Regions from separate parts of the Zea mays genome. Here region 2 is linked to region 1. A link is a contact called in public Hi-C data. All regions are on one chromosome and are shown on one strand. Each heading gives the region's core, a stretch centred on a gene start, on an enhancer-like site or on the middle of the called end of the contact. The rest is flanking DNA. Distances are from core to core; before and after follow the strand shown.

Region 1 (4,150 bases), core at 454-2,953:
TGTGCCCATATATATCTCTCCGTTAGATGCGCTTTCATTTTGCATTGCCACGCAGCACTGTAGCATGGCACATTCGAGCTATTTGCCTCATATTTTCTCTCCCCGTTAGGGCCAGTCTAACCAACAAAACAACATTGTGTCGATTGTATTGGTGGTTAAGAGAAATGACTAGAAAAATTAACATTTTTTTCTTGACATGCACAAGCACAACAATTTACTCAAGGATTTAGGAATGTCTTGGTGGTTTCCAATTATACCTATACATTTTCTTGGAAGTATGGAATAATAGCTAAGAAAAATGTTGATTTACTTTGGTGATTTAGAGCATCTCCAAGATACTTTTTACTTTTGACTCTATATTTTACTCTGTATTTGTCTCTTCATAAAAATTAAACTATATATATATAACATCTCATTCCAACATATTCTCGAACATGTAATTTAGCTTGGCTAGCGAAAGTTGCTAGCCAAATTTGGCTAGTAAGAGAGTCAATTTAGAGAGCCGGATAATTTGGCAATTTAAATGGCTAGTCTGTTGGAGAGCTATTTCGTTATTAAATAGCTAAAATTTAGCTTGACAAACTATTTAGCTAGTCTCTTGGAGATGCTCTTATAATAACTCGTTAAAATATAAAACTGCTTTGGCGGTTCTCAATAGCATGCAAGTAAATATGTCATTATCTTGGGGGTTTGATGAGTTAGGACTCAAGAATTATACATGTATATTTCCTTGGAGGCATCTTACAATTGCCAAGGTAATGAAATATCCTTTGATCCTTCAATTTCGCCTCCGAGAAAATTATTATCTGTCAAAGAGATATTCCATCTTTTTTTAAGGAAGAGAACATATCTAATGCACATGAAAGATTGGTGCACATGGTGCACATATTAAATCATCACCACTCATTTTAGATCTAACGTCTCTAGTTATTTGGTATATTTTGCTGAGAACACCTCCAATGTGGTGGTGTGTAGTGGTGGAAGGTGTTATTTGTAAATTGAATGATCAACTAGAGACGTTAGATCTAAAATGAGTGGTGATGATTTAATATGTGCACCATGTGCATCAATCTTCCATGTGCACAAGATATGTCCCCTTTAAGGAAAGGTAGCTGTTACCTTTGATATTCTCTTTCCTTGGATGGGGTTCATTCTTTTTTTTCATTACTTGTAGGCGCTAGAAAAATGTCTTCTTAATGAAGACTTCTGGTTGATATAAAAAACATCAGTCATCGCAAAACCTTAATCAATTTGACGGCAGAGCACGTGATTACCTTTCTTATAAAAAGTAAACCATGCCAGGAGTTCAGGGAAGCTTCTCCCATGAACACCTTTTCCATAAACAAACCCATGCATGCCACAAATTAGGAGGCTTTTTATCCAACAAACTTGTGTTCTACTTATTCTAGTGGCAGCTGGGTTATTATTCGTCTGTGGCCAGCCGCACTACTGAATGTTTTGTAGTATAAGCATCATGACCACTTGGGCAATTAAGATCCATCCTTCTTTTTTTGATTAAGAAAGAAAAGAACTAATGCTGTCCATCGTCTCGAAAGCAGATATATATCTTGTAATGCTAAATTTTGCAGCAGCAAACAACAGAGCAAAAAAAAAACTTGGTATCTTTTAAGGGAGAAAAAGAAATGCCTCTATAAATCTCGATCACTGTGCTGCTTGATATTTCTGTTGTCCGGAACGCATGCATGAACATGCAGAGAACTTTCAGCCCCCGCTCTTCCATGTCACTTTATACTCTCTTTATGCAGTCCTGGCAATTCACACAAACGAACCTGGCTGGCTCGTCGCCGTCCTCGCGTATATATAGCGGCGCTAAGTGAGCTCTGGGGCAGGCACAGCGGCAGTGTTGATGCGCCACCGATCCTTGTCCTGTACTGTGTAGTGGGTAGCCTCCATGGGTAGCGGCAACGGCAAGGTGTACGCCACGGTGGTGCTCATCAGGCTCATCTACGCGGGGATGCACATCCTCACCAAGGCGGCCTTCAACGAAGGCACGAGCACCACCGTCTTCGTCTTCTACCGGCACGCCGTCGCGGCCGTCTTCCTGCTGCCTTTCGCCTTCCTTGAGATCAGGTAGGTACCCGTTTATCTTCGGCCATGCTCATGCATGCAAGGACGACGAAGCTAGCGAGCAAGTCATAGGAGCCAGCTCCACTATATAATCGATTAATTAATCTACTGGCAAACAGTAAATCTGTATACGCATGTGTGCGTTGCTCTCTGTCAAGTCGCCGCGAATGGTAAGAGTAAGATAGTAGCAGCTCAGCTCATCTGGTGTTCTCTGCTGTTGCAGGAAGCGACCGGCGCCACCTCTGAACTTGAGGCTCTGCATGAAGATCTTTGCTCACGGCTTCTACGGGTATGTATGTTGGCGAATTTTCAGCACGCGCTAGCTAGTTTTGGCCGAGGCAGATTATTGTCTCTGTTCTTGTCGCTGGAAACACTGAGCGGTTCGCGTTCGTTGGATCAGGATGGCTGGAACGATCAACCTGTACTGCATTGGCCTGAAATATGCTTCGGCCACCTCTTCGTCGGCTATCTTCAACATCGTGCCGGTGGTCGCCTTCCTCTTGGCCGTCATGTTCAGGTCACTCACTGATCCAGCTTAATGATCGATTAGTCGCATTACTCGTGTCTTGTGGTAGCTAGCCGTTTCAGTAGTAGCAGCAGCTAGCCAGCTACTGACTGACGCTCGTCGTTCGTTTGTCTGCGATGGACAGGATGGAGACCCTGAAGCTCAGGAGCGTCCATGGCATAGCCAAAGCCTGCGGGATACTCCTCTGCGTCGCCGGCGTCATCGTGCTGGCGCTGTACCAGGGCCCCCAGCTCAAGTCGCCGAACCACCAGCAGCTGCTGAAGCAGCACGCGGGCGCGGCCGCCGCGCAGGTCCACCATTCCAGCAGGGAGTGGGCTCTGGGGATCTTCCTGATGACAACGTCGGTCGTGATATGGTCTCTCTGGACGGTGAAGCAGGGGCCCCTGCTGCTGGAGTACCCTTCCAAGCTCCTGAACACGACGCTGCAGTGCGCGTTCGCGAGCGTCCAGTCGCTGGCCATCGCCCTTGTCCTCGAGAGGGACTTGTCGCGGTGGAAGCTCGCCGGCCCCGTCAGCCTCGCATCCGTGCTCTTCACGGTATAACCGAACGCGTCTTGATCCGTTGGCCAGGCCAGCCTTGTTGATTGTACGCTGAGTGCTGGTGCCGCTCTTCGTTTCCAGGGCGTCGTCGTGGCGGCGATCTCGTACTACCTGCAGATCTGGGTGATCGAGAAGAGAGGTCCCGTGTTCCTGTCCATGTCGATGCCGCTGAGCCTCGTCTTCACCATGGCCATCGCCTCCTTCCTGCTGGGCGAAGACGTCAGCCTAGGAAGGTACGCAGTGCAGCAGTGCTAATAAGCCTCGCGTCCACATCGTCCATCGCATTCGCATTGATTGAATTACCAGCCACACACACTCACGTCGCCGTCACCGTCGCCGTCACCGGCGGTCGAAACCATCCGCTTTTGACTTGCGCAAGTGCCGCCGTGTCGACGTCTCGGCGACACACGGAGCCTATGGATCGACGGTGCGTGGTCACGGAGCACATGCGGAACGAGAGTTGACGAGTCGTTTCGCTAACTGTCTGCCTACAGACGCCTTCTAAGTTCTATCTCTGCAACGCGACTCATCGTGTCATCTGTATGGGCGCAGCATTATCGGCAGCGTCCTCCTCGTCGCCGGCCTCTACAATGTGCTGTGGGGCAAGAGCAGGGAGGAGAAGCAACAAGCGGCGGCGGCGGTGGGTGAGACGACGACGACGACGACGACGACGACGGATGGCGGCCGCGACAACGGAGACGCGGAGAAGAACGCCGCGGCCGTGCAGCCGGCGGACGGGGAGGACGACGACGACGACGACGACGCGGCGGCCAAAGTCTGACATGCGGATCATGCATGCAAAGCGATCTGCCGGCTCCGTGCGTCTTTGATTCACGCAAGAAGGCGTGGCTGGCGGGGCGGGCCACCGGTGTTTGTGCGATCACTGCATGCAGAAAGGGTGCGTGCTGGGCTGCTGGCAGGCACTCATCATGTGTATATCTGATCTGAAAGCAGGTTCTTGGGGGGTGTTTCAGCACCCTGTATGCGCCACCCTTTG
Region 2 (4,150 bases), core at 978-3,477, 290 kb before region 1:
CAGTAAAGGTTCTTATATCCTGTAACAAGATATCTAAGTCGATGTTTCGAACAAAACAACGTCTAAGCTGCAATTCTTGTACCATCTGCAGTTCAAGGAGCCTTTTCTCTATCTCCATGACTGCATCATGCCGTTCCTGAATTTCTTCAACCGTGTCAAGGATCTATATCAACATAGATGGAATTTCATGAAACGAAAAGCAAGAGTGGTTAGGCGTAGCCGCGTAGCACATTGAGATGGGCAATAAAAGTATGAGGTGAAATTAAATAAACGACAATGTAGGAGTGCTATTCACCGACCTGTCCTCTACCTGTCCCTTGGATTGCTCTCTCAAAGATCTGCTCGCTGCTTCCGGTCTCGATGAGACGATCAATCACCTAGGCATTGTGCCAAAACTTGGTCAGAAGAGGTAAGCGTTCGCTGTGCCTTGTGTAGCGTGGTAGAAGTAGAACCACCATCTCACCTCCTCAGAAGGCTTTGTTCCCGTGACTGTTCCGGTTCAAGATTAAGGCTTGTAAATATTCAGCCAACAGGATAACTCAAACTGAAATGACGGATAAAAAAAAGTTTTACATACCTGTGAAGATCCTCCTCTCTACAACTTCTCGGTACTCCTCTTGTATAGTTTGTCTTAGATTCTGCAATGAATGGTGAACAATGTGATTCCAAGTCTTTAATTTTCTTGGACAAAGAAGGTGGAGAGAGCAAGGTCATTTGCACCTGGAAATCGTTCATCCTTTCTTTCAGCTTCTTCTTCAATGCACTGCAATCGAAGTTGACGTTTTGTTGGATTACTTTTGCATTGGCATAATAAATGCAAGAGGATCTTACATGGTCATGGACATCCTTGATCGGTCTACGCTGGTGCCCTTCCCACACCCCGGCTTCTGTCTGTTCTCGAGATTCTGCAAACCGAAGAGGAGAATAATGAGCTCTGGCGAGCATCGGGTGAAGTGAATCACACGCTGAAGACATGGTCAGGCTTAATGTCCATACGTTTCTGTCCATCTGTTCCAGCTTCACTTTCACGTTGCGTGCGATCTTCAGTACTCCATCGATGTCCTTCTCCATGCGCTCCTTTATCACTGGAAGAGGAGGACGAGTTGTTTCAGATGAGCGTTTTTAAGTTTAGGAATGCTGATACCAGTCTGTGTGTCAGCAAGTGAAGCTGCACATTGCACCTTTCATTGCAGAAGCCTTGGTGACTGACTTGGATTCCTCATTAGCTTCCTGTGTAGATTTGCACAAAATATAATATAAATTGTGTCTAGTTACACGGGTCCGAAACTAATACGACCAGAAACCCAGAAAAAAAAACATGTTGTCAAGGGTCCAGTAATAACCTGAAGTTTGTGAACTATGTTGGACATCTTATCCAACAGCACCTCAATCTCCTTGACCTAACCGCGAGAGAGAAAAAAGAAGAACTTCTCGTAAGAAAAAAAACAGCAAATGCTATGTCTTCATGATTAGTAACTACCACTGCTATAAAACTGCATAAAAGAAGAGCTGATAAAACTTTCAGATCAGCACGTGTGCTTTCTTTATAAATCGAAGACCTAACCTGTTCAAAGAAGTCTTTGAGACCGTAGTCGGAGTTGTCCTTGGGATTTCGATTCCCCATCTCGATGTCCCTCTCGCTTTCTGGCTTCTCATCCCTCTCAAAGGAATCCTGTCATCGAATTAACAGAACCCCGCAGCAGTTTCCAACTAACACGTTATACTAAATTATCATGAAGACAACCACAGCAAATTTTGCACTGAATTTGGCTACTAAATTATTATGAAGACAGACACTGCAAATTTTGCACTGAATTTAGTATCTCGGTATTTGCAGGTTATCTCAACAGGAAATTCAGTCAGGCCTCAAAGACAGATATTCCGACATGACAAAAGCCATTCGTTTTCACTTCGTTTTAAAAAAAAGCCATTCGTTATCCGTCTAAATACCCGGCATGAAAACTACTCCGTAGAACCCAAAAAAAAAACGGAGAGACAATCTTGCAAGAGCGAACTGCACATACCGAGAGAAGATTGTTCATCCTGTGGTCCTCGGAGAAAGAGACGGAGGAGCCTTCCCTTGGGTTTCTCGTGCAGGGTGCGAAGAACAGCTAGCCGATGGAGAAAGAAACAGTGGTGTATTCATAGGACTTTGGAAAGGCCGTTCTGGCGAGGATAACTAGTATTAATAAACTAGTATAGTGAGCAAGGAAGGATGATCTTGGCGACGCCGGCCAGCACTAGAAGCCATTAACTAGCAAACAGCCGGGTTTAGCAACTAACTAAAGAAACTTAATGTTTATTCAATGGTAATGAGTACATACCCTGCCAACTGGAGACGGTAACGGATATCCGTAAAAAAATATCTATACCTATTAAAAATCTGTACTCATGACAGGATTTGAAATTTTGTCGAAACCTGTACCCATCGGGTTAGCGGGTACCCACAGGTTACCCATGAGTTTCATTTCCAATATACTTGTTCTTCTCATAATCAATAAGTAACGTGATGATTAATGAGATCATGATCCAAAATTTATGTGATGAACAACAAGTTCATAATTTGGTATAAAATTATTAATGGAGAGAATGAAATACAAATAATAAGTTATATAATTAAGTGACTTTACACTAAGTTATCCATCCACCACCTATATAATGCTAGTATAAACTATAATAGCAAGCAAGCAATACTCTCACAAACTACTTATACATTCACTATTTTGATAAAAATTAGGAAGTAAGTAGAGAGATAACAAGTTTGTTGTTCGTTTATAAAATAAAATGACAATATGTACTAGGTTTGGTCGAGTTTAAAAAACTCACAAGTTCACAGGTTTGAATACTATAAGAACAAACCCGTATCTATAAACCCATTAGGTATAGATTTATGTCTATTAACAAACTTATGAATATAAAAATTGACCTAAACTTATTCTAATTGGTAAAACCTATCAGGTTTCGGATATTGAGTATCCATTGCCGTCTGTACTGCGAACGGATGGAAGAATGCGCGGGCTCCTCTCTCTCTCTCGGTGGTGTTCCGGTCATTCAAGAGGGTGAGGCGGCCGTGTTGTTTATTCATTTCACTTTCCTGTGACGAAAAGAATGCAAGTATCTGTTCTTGCCTGATCCTCGAATCGCCACATGAACGTGTGGCGCGTGGGCCCCATATGTCACCCTTCAGCGAAGAAATTTGCTATTTTGCGACTCTTAGGGCCTCTTTGGCAGCGCTCTGGCTTCTCCAAAAACGGCTTTGACTCTGGCTCACGAGGTGAAACCACTTCTTTAGATGAGCCAAAATCATTCTGAAAAATCATTTGGCAAAACGGTTTATAGGTTGTTTTTCAGAAAGACCCTTGTATAGTTTATCTCTCATGTACGTGGCTAGGGATTGAGGGCAGGACAAAAAAAATTTGGACTGGTGGGAGGGCTATTGTGCAAAAATGACGTGAGCTGAAGCCGGGTGAGCCACTTTTTTTGGCTCATGCCCTCTAGTTCATTTTGGAAAAGCACTTCACTGGTGAAGCCATTTGAAAAAGAGGTGTTTAACACAATTTTTGCATGAGCCAGAGCCGAAGCTGAAAAATAAGTCCTACCAAAGGGGCTCTTAGTTTTAGCTCTTTATTATTATGTCTATGACCGATAGGATTATGTCTATGATTTATGAGTGTAATAACATACTGCGAAGTCCACAAACCCGAGTGTAATGGTCTGGTGTCGGTGATGTGGCACTAAAGAGGCTGTTGGACTCTATTGGGCCTCATTATTCCGGTACGATCCTATGCAGGACCTCATATGCGCCGACCAGGGTGGCACGCAGCAATGCACCGACCACCAAATTGTCAGCAGCTCGCAAATGCAAGCGCTTGGGCCCATGTCGGGCTACACGGCAGCTTGCGCATGGCCAGGTCGCGCGTGGCCATCTCGCAGGCAGGCAGGTGGCTACGCTCACTGGGTTCTCCGGTAATCACGTGAGAATGAGAATTTTGCAGGCTAAAAGTATATGCATGTCATCCATATACAAAAGCGTTTGAAAGTTTAAAAAGATGTATTTTCCAAACCAAGTTTAGAAATCAAATTCCGATGGCATTCTTGTGTTTCGTATGTCCAATGTAAATAAGTGAAAGTAAAAAAATGAATATAAAAC

What was found. A called contact is a pair of places that touch in the nucleus more often than the background predicts.
Region 2: a Hi-C map of leaf shows a contact between it and region 1, with 5 times the contacts expected there. The contact joins the promoter of LOC103633246 here to the promoter of LOC103633243 in region 1. A contact is called at or near these places in 5 of 25 Hi-C or Micro-C datasets (bundle sheath, leaf and tassel).

What each region holds. Positions count from the first base shown.
Region 1 is chr7:162,846,489-162,850,638 of Zm-B73-REFERENCE-NAM-5.0, reverse strand. It overlaps LOC103633243 (WAT1-related protein At5g64700), which reads left to right and starts at 1,703. Exons shown (of 6, transcript XM_008654940.4): 1 at 1,703-2,091; 2 at 2,312-2,377; 3 at 2,489-2,605; 4 at 2,739-3,150; 5 at 3,235-3,386; 6 at 3,706-4,150. The coding sequence starts at 1,913. The coding sequence ends at 3,934.
Region 2 is chr7:163,136,861-163,141,010 of Zm-B73-REFERENCE-NAM-5.0, reverse strand. It overlaps LOC103633246 (putative syntaxin-131), which reads right to left and starts at 2,227. Exons shown (of 13, transcript XM_008654942.3): 1 at 2,025-2,227; 2 at 1,565-1,672; 3 at 1,344-1,400; 4 at 1,182-1,230; 5 at 997-1,085; 6 at 832-905; 7 at 721-763; 8 at 578-638; 9 at 464-489; 10 at 300-377; 11 at 83-163. The coding sequence starts at 2,042.